Linked DNA regions of Rattus norvegicus: region 2 is linked to region 1. Evidence: chromatin contacts called from public Hi-C data. All regions are on one chromosome and are shown on one strand. Each heading gives the region's core, a stretch centred on a gene start, on an enhancer-like site or on the middle of the called end of the contact. The rest is flanking DNA. Distances are from core to core; before and after follow the strand shown.

Region 1 (2,725 bases), core at 47-2,546:
GTTTTACGTTTTATTGTATTATGTTTTGAAATTTTATTTACTTTTATTTGTATGGGTGTTTTGCCTGCATGTCTGAGTATAGCAGTCTCCTGGGACTGGAGTTGTAGACAGTTGTACTGCCCCGTTGAGTGATGAGAATTGAACCTGGGTCCTCTGGAAGAGCAGCTAATAGTCATAACCACAAAGCCATCTCTCCAGCCTTATTTTTTTATTTTAAGTGTGTGTGTGGGTGTGTGTGTGCGTGTGCACATGAATACATTGCCCTAAGAAGCCAGAAGAAGGCATTGGATCTCTGGAGCTGGAGTTACAGTGATCAGCGCCCCCCCCCCCCCCCCCGCCCGCCCGCTACCCCAATGCAAGTGCTAGGAAGTAAACTTGGAAGATAAAACTTGGGAATAAACTTGAGTCCTCTGGAGATCAATAGCTGTTCTCATCTTTCCAACCACACTTGTAAATTTTTCTGTCTTTTATATTATCTTAAGCTAGGGACACTTGATGAAATAGCTGTGATGTTCAGTGGTCATGAGCTGTAAGAGAAAGTCTAGAAAGGGTACAACATTGGAAAAGGTTCATGATATGAGAACTGAATGGCACTGGGGACCCTGAATTGGCCCATGTGGTGTGGGGTCTACAATTTGGGAACTAGAATCTGCTCAAGAGTGAAGCTGGCTTTGTTTTTTGTTTTTGTTTGTTTTGTTTTGTTTTTATTTTGTTTTTGTATTGTTTGTTCTGTTTTAAGGAAATAGTCACTGAATAAAAACAAGAGAGCATTATGTTTACAATATTTTCTAATTTTATAATTAATCTATTGAGACAGGGTCTCATATATCCCAGGCTAACTTCTAACTCATTATGTAGCCAAGGTGACCTTGGATTTATGATCCTCCTGCCTCCACTTCCTCAGTGCTGGGATTACAGATGTATATATCATCCTATCTTGGTACATGAGAAACCAGGGACTGAGCCCAGGGCTTCATGCTGGGCAAAGACTGCCGATTGAACGACTCCCTGGTAAAATTCTAATTTTTAGAATTGTAAATAGGTAGGTAAAAATATTACTGTGAGAAATGCAATGTTCTCCTGTCCTAGTTGGGATTTCCATTGCAGTGAAGAGACACCATGACCACAGCAACTCCTGTAAAGGAAAACATTTAACTGGGGTTCAGAGGTTTCATCCATTGTCATCATGACAAGAAGCATGGCAGTATGCAGGCAAACAGTGCTGGAGAGGAATCTGAGAGTTCTATATCTGCATCCACAGGCAGAAGGAAGTGAATGGCACACTGGGTGTGGCTTGAGCATGCGGGACCTCAGAGCCCACCCCCGAGTGACACACTTTCTCCAACAAGGCCTTTCTCCTAATAGTACCACTAGCTATGGGGCCATTTTTATTCAAACCACCACATCTCCTGAGCACCAGCAAAGCTATCAGATCATCATGGGAAGACACTGGGGTCATCGCTGTCCTATGCCGCACCAGTGCTGTTCTCCTGAGGAGATAGGTCATTCCAATCTGCTGCGGCAAACAGAGCTCAGCCTGCTTAGATTAGCTGTCCTCCTCCATGCACATTCCATGGATGTGAAGCATCAGGCTGGCTCCTCCAAGTGTCTGTGGTCTGACTCAGATGTTTACGTGATCTGTTCCTTCCCTGACTCTGAAAAGTGCTTGCCCACTATCACAGGTAGATTTAAACACACAAACAAAAAGAGCTAGGCATGGTGTCAGAGGCCTGCAGTCAAGCACTCAAGGGCCTGGGGCAGGAGGATAGGAGGATGCTACCTCTGAAGTCATCCTGGGCTGCGTAGCAAAACTCTGTGTCAGAACAAAATAAAAGAACAGCAACAAAAACAGTGTAAAGATAATGGTGAAGAGAAAGCTCAGCCCGGAGTTTTGCCACTTTGTGGAGAACTTTATTTTTATTTTTTTATTTTTTTTTGGTTCTTTTTTTTGGAGCTGGGGACCGAACCCAGGGCCTTGCGCTTCCTAGGCAAGCGCTCTACCACTGAGCTAAATCCCCAGCCCCTTGTGGAGAACTTTAAAAGATGGCTCTCATTCGTGAGTTATTGTTTGTCGTGCTTGGTATGTGCTCTTTTCTCAAAATTATATCTGTTCTAATTTTAAAGTCAATCTATTGAGACAGGGTTTCATATACCTCAGGCTAACCTCATTATGTAGCCAAGGATGACCTTGGATTTATGGTCCTCCTGCCTCCACTTCCTCAGTGCTGGGATTACAGGTGCATATGATCATCCTATCTTGGTACATGAGAAACCAGGGACTATCTATTTATTTACTTATTTATTTAGTGTGTGTACGTGTTCTTTAATGGCTACACACACGTCCACTGGCGTTTAGTCAGGTGGTCTATATTAGGGGTGATTTAATAGCTTCTTGTTCATTCTTTTACGTCTTTATTTAATTAGTGTGGGAGGTGTACATGTGCTACCTACCCTATATGGGTGGAGGTCAGAGGTCAACACTTGGGGATCAGTCCTTTTCACTTTCATATGGATCTGGGGTTTCAAATGCTGATCTCAGGCTTTCAAGGGAAGCACTCTACCCTCTGCCCTATCTTAATTGTGCCCTCGTTTATTTAATTTTGGAGGAACTGGTGGTTGAACCTAGGGCATCACACATGCCACGTGCCTGCTGCTCTCTGATGTTGTGGCTTCTAGCATTTGCCTTTATAAGTATCATTGCACTGAACATATTTATCACTGTTGT
Region 2 (2,971 bases), core at 468-2,967, 74 kb after region 1:
GGGAGCCAGGGTCTAACTGTCTGACCTATGTTCAAAGGATGCTGATAGTTTTAGAGAATATGCCTAGAGGCCCCATGCCTCTAGGTTGAATTAACCATTGCTGTAATCTCCCCACCTGGCAACTGCTGAGGGGCGATCTCAAGAGCTAAATCTTACCCTCCTAACTCTGTTGTCACTCATTCCAGAAGGTCTAGGAGTGTCTTTGGGACGTTAGCAGGTAAGGTAAATGAAAGAAGCTGGCCAATTAAGATTGGTGTCTCCTGGGAAACTGGAGTCTCATTCTCATTCAAAGACTTCTAGATACCAGGGCAGGTCAGCTAATAGCCGGTTACCTCTGATGCAGAGAGCAGAGGATACTGGGAGTGCTGGGGACCGTTGTTGGCTTCAGGTGGCCTTTGTAGAATCTCAGTTTCCTCACCTGTGAGAAGTTGGACTCCACAGTGCTGCAACTCTGACAGCTTTATGATACGATCTGAGAGAATTAGTCTCCACTACCATGGAACTAATGTCTGTCTGTCTGTCTGTCTGTCTGTCTGTCTGTCTGTCTTTCTGTCTGTCTGCCTGCCTGACATGTTGCAAAGTGCCTGCCAGGGTATTTGAGTGAACTGGTTCTTTAGCTCTGGTGTCGCTGAGGTGTGCGTTGAACAGGCTTTTGCACTCTGTTCCTGTAACGAAACCCTGTGACTTAACCATGACTCTGCTCTGCCCTTGATTTTGCAAGTGTGTGTGCATGCGAGTGCGACAGTTTTTCCTCCTCCTAAAAGCAGTGCGTGCTGAGCAGATGAGCTTAGAAAGGGTGTTCTCTTCGTGTTGTTTCAGGGAAAATAGAGAAAGTCAAACCTCCTCCATCCCCCACAACTGAAGGTCCCAGCTTGCAGCCTGACTTAGCCCCTGAAGAGGCTGCCGGAGCCCAGCGGCCCAAGAACCTGATGCAGACCCTCATGGAAGACTATGAGACACACAAATCTAAAAGGCGCGAGAGAATGGATGATAGTAGTGTAAGTTTTTCCTCCTTTCCTTTCTCTTTTCTGAGGGTGACCTTCCGTGTGGCGTGCCTGTGTCCTGGTTCAGACCTGGATGTGTGTGTGATGTATCTGCCTGTCTTGCCTCATGACTCTGAAACCTACTTTCAAACGAGTGGTTTGATGTGCCTTGGGGAACGAAGTATCTATTGTCAAGAGCTGGTTGTTTGACACCTAAGCCAAGCTTGAGGTGGTGGGCAAGGCTGGTCCATGAGATGGGGTTTGGGGGTGGGGGAGGAAGATGATGTGCCCGGGCAATACAGCAGAGAGTGCGCTCACTCTGGAAGTGCCCTCAGGTGTCAACATCTACACTGTGATCAATCCTTGTCTGCTCAAGAGACTAAGTCTGTCTAGGGTTCTTTGTGTGCATAGTTGGACAGGAAAGACACATTTTAAACGACAGCTAAAAGCCACACAACGAACCCTCTCCCTTCAACCCTCCTAACTCTATCCAGGTTGGTTGTGTGCCCCATGAAAGGAAGTCGTCTGCTGTGGTTTCCTTGTCCAGTAAGAGATTTAAGAGGTGTTCTGAATGGTCCCTGCAAGCCTCGGGGGGCAGCCCCAGGTTATGTGCAAACAGCCTAGAGTCTCTGGCATTAGTCTTTTCTCTTTTACCAAAGTACACTCCCCCATTACACTCAGGTCAAAAATAGCTTGGATTGGTAAACTACGTAGTTTCTGCCTGTTGGCCTGTGTGTTTATGACAGCATCACTCTTCCAAGTTTGGAAAGGCTATGCAGTTACCCTCAGTTCAAATGCTCCAAGGTTCACAGTAGGAAGTCCCTGCCAACTCAGTGACTTTCATGTCCTGGCTGGATAATCCCAAGTTAGAGTTTCCCGGGATGAATGCCAGATGCTGAAGTTAGAGGGATAAGGAAGACACACACACACACACACACACACACACACACACACACACACACACACACCTCTTCTTAATCATGAAGGAACGTTCACTTAACTCTGCTGTGAGGCCAAGGGCTTCTCTGTGGATGGAGCCCTGGCCTAGGTAGCTGCTGCAGACAGTTCTACTGGGTTCCCTGGGCAGTGCCAGCAGTAGCTTAATGTCTACTAAATCACGTTAGCAGCCCCTTTGGGGTGTAGAGTCCCCCTTTAGGTTTTGTTAGTTGCAGTCTGAAGTGCAGTCGAAGCATATGGTTTTCTTCTCTCCCCTTGATTCAACAGTGACTCTCAGCAGCTTTGCTGAACTCTAGCCGAAGAGCCATGGCCATTCAGTCGTGCCCCACGTAAATGCTTTCCAAGTGCATTCTGTGTTGGTTGTGTGTGCTTTTTTGCACTGGAGTGCAGATGTTAAGGGGGGGGGGTAACTTCCAGGCCTGGTGTACAGGCCTGTAATTCTGGACACAGGGAAGCTGAAGTAGGAAGATAATATGGTCAAAGCTGCCTGGGACATAGTGGAAGGAGGCACTCATGTCATGGGCAGAAAACTCAGGAATGCCACTCTGACACTCAGGAATGCCAACCAGGCCCAGTTTTCTCCAAGTGCTAATGGCTTCTTGTTTCTATTTCACCCAAGTAAATAAACATGTTGGCTAAGGAAGAAACCTACTAGTAAATCAATTTGTTTTTATTTTTATTTGAAGGATGGGTATTTTGAACTTTTCCTAGAATCACCATAGAACAAAATCTGCCAATTGCTGAAGAGCTTTAGAGATAGGACAAACTCCAATCCCCTATATCCCTACCCACACCTTTCCAATAGAGACCTAAATCTCAAAATCCCACACTCATATTGCTCCTTGAGAAATTATATGGACAGAAATGATTCCAAGCCACCTGCTAGCCTGTCTCCCAGCCCTTTTAATATAGGGTTCCACGGCTCTGTGTAGAGAACAAGCTTCGTTTCCCCCAGCTGTCCCTAGCCCTGTCTCCATTTCCCCTGTCTCTGATACCAGAAGGATAAGAAGAAGAGGATGGGTTGCTTGGTG

The links. A called contact is a pair of places that touch in the nucleus more often than the background predicts.
Region 2: a contact with region 1 is called in a Hi-C map of the Rat2 cell line, with 2.6 times the contacts expected there. The contact joins two enhancer-like sites. A contact is called at or near these places in 2 of 12 Hi-C or Micro-C datasets (the Rat2 cell line and liver).

What each region holds. Positions count from the first base shown.
Region 1 is chr5:77,355,380-77,358,104 of GRCr8, forward strand. It overlaps a transcript of Pakap not described here. Among named protein-coding and RNA genes, the nearest start is that of Pakap, 43 kb to the right of the region's middle. Within about 2 kb of position 1,297, at least 3 of the 93 cell types and tissues checked have an H3K27ac peak or open chromatin away from gene starts, as enhancers often do.
Region 2 is chr5:77,429,139-77,432,109 of GRCr8, forward strand. Pakap (paralemmin A kinase anchor protein) reads left to right here. Exons shown (of 5, transcript NM_001309260.1): 3 at 820-998. Among named protein-coding and RNA genes, the nearest start is that of Pakap, 31 kb to the left of the region's middle. Within about 2 kb of position 1,718, at least 11 of the 93 cell types and tissues checked have an H3K27ac peak or open chromatin away from gene starts, as enhancers often do.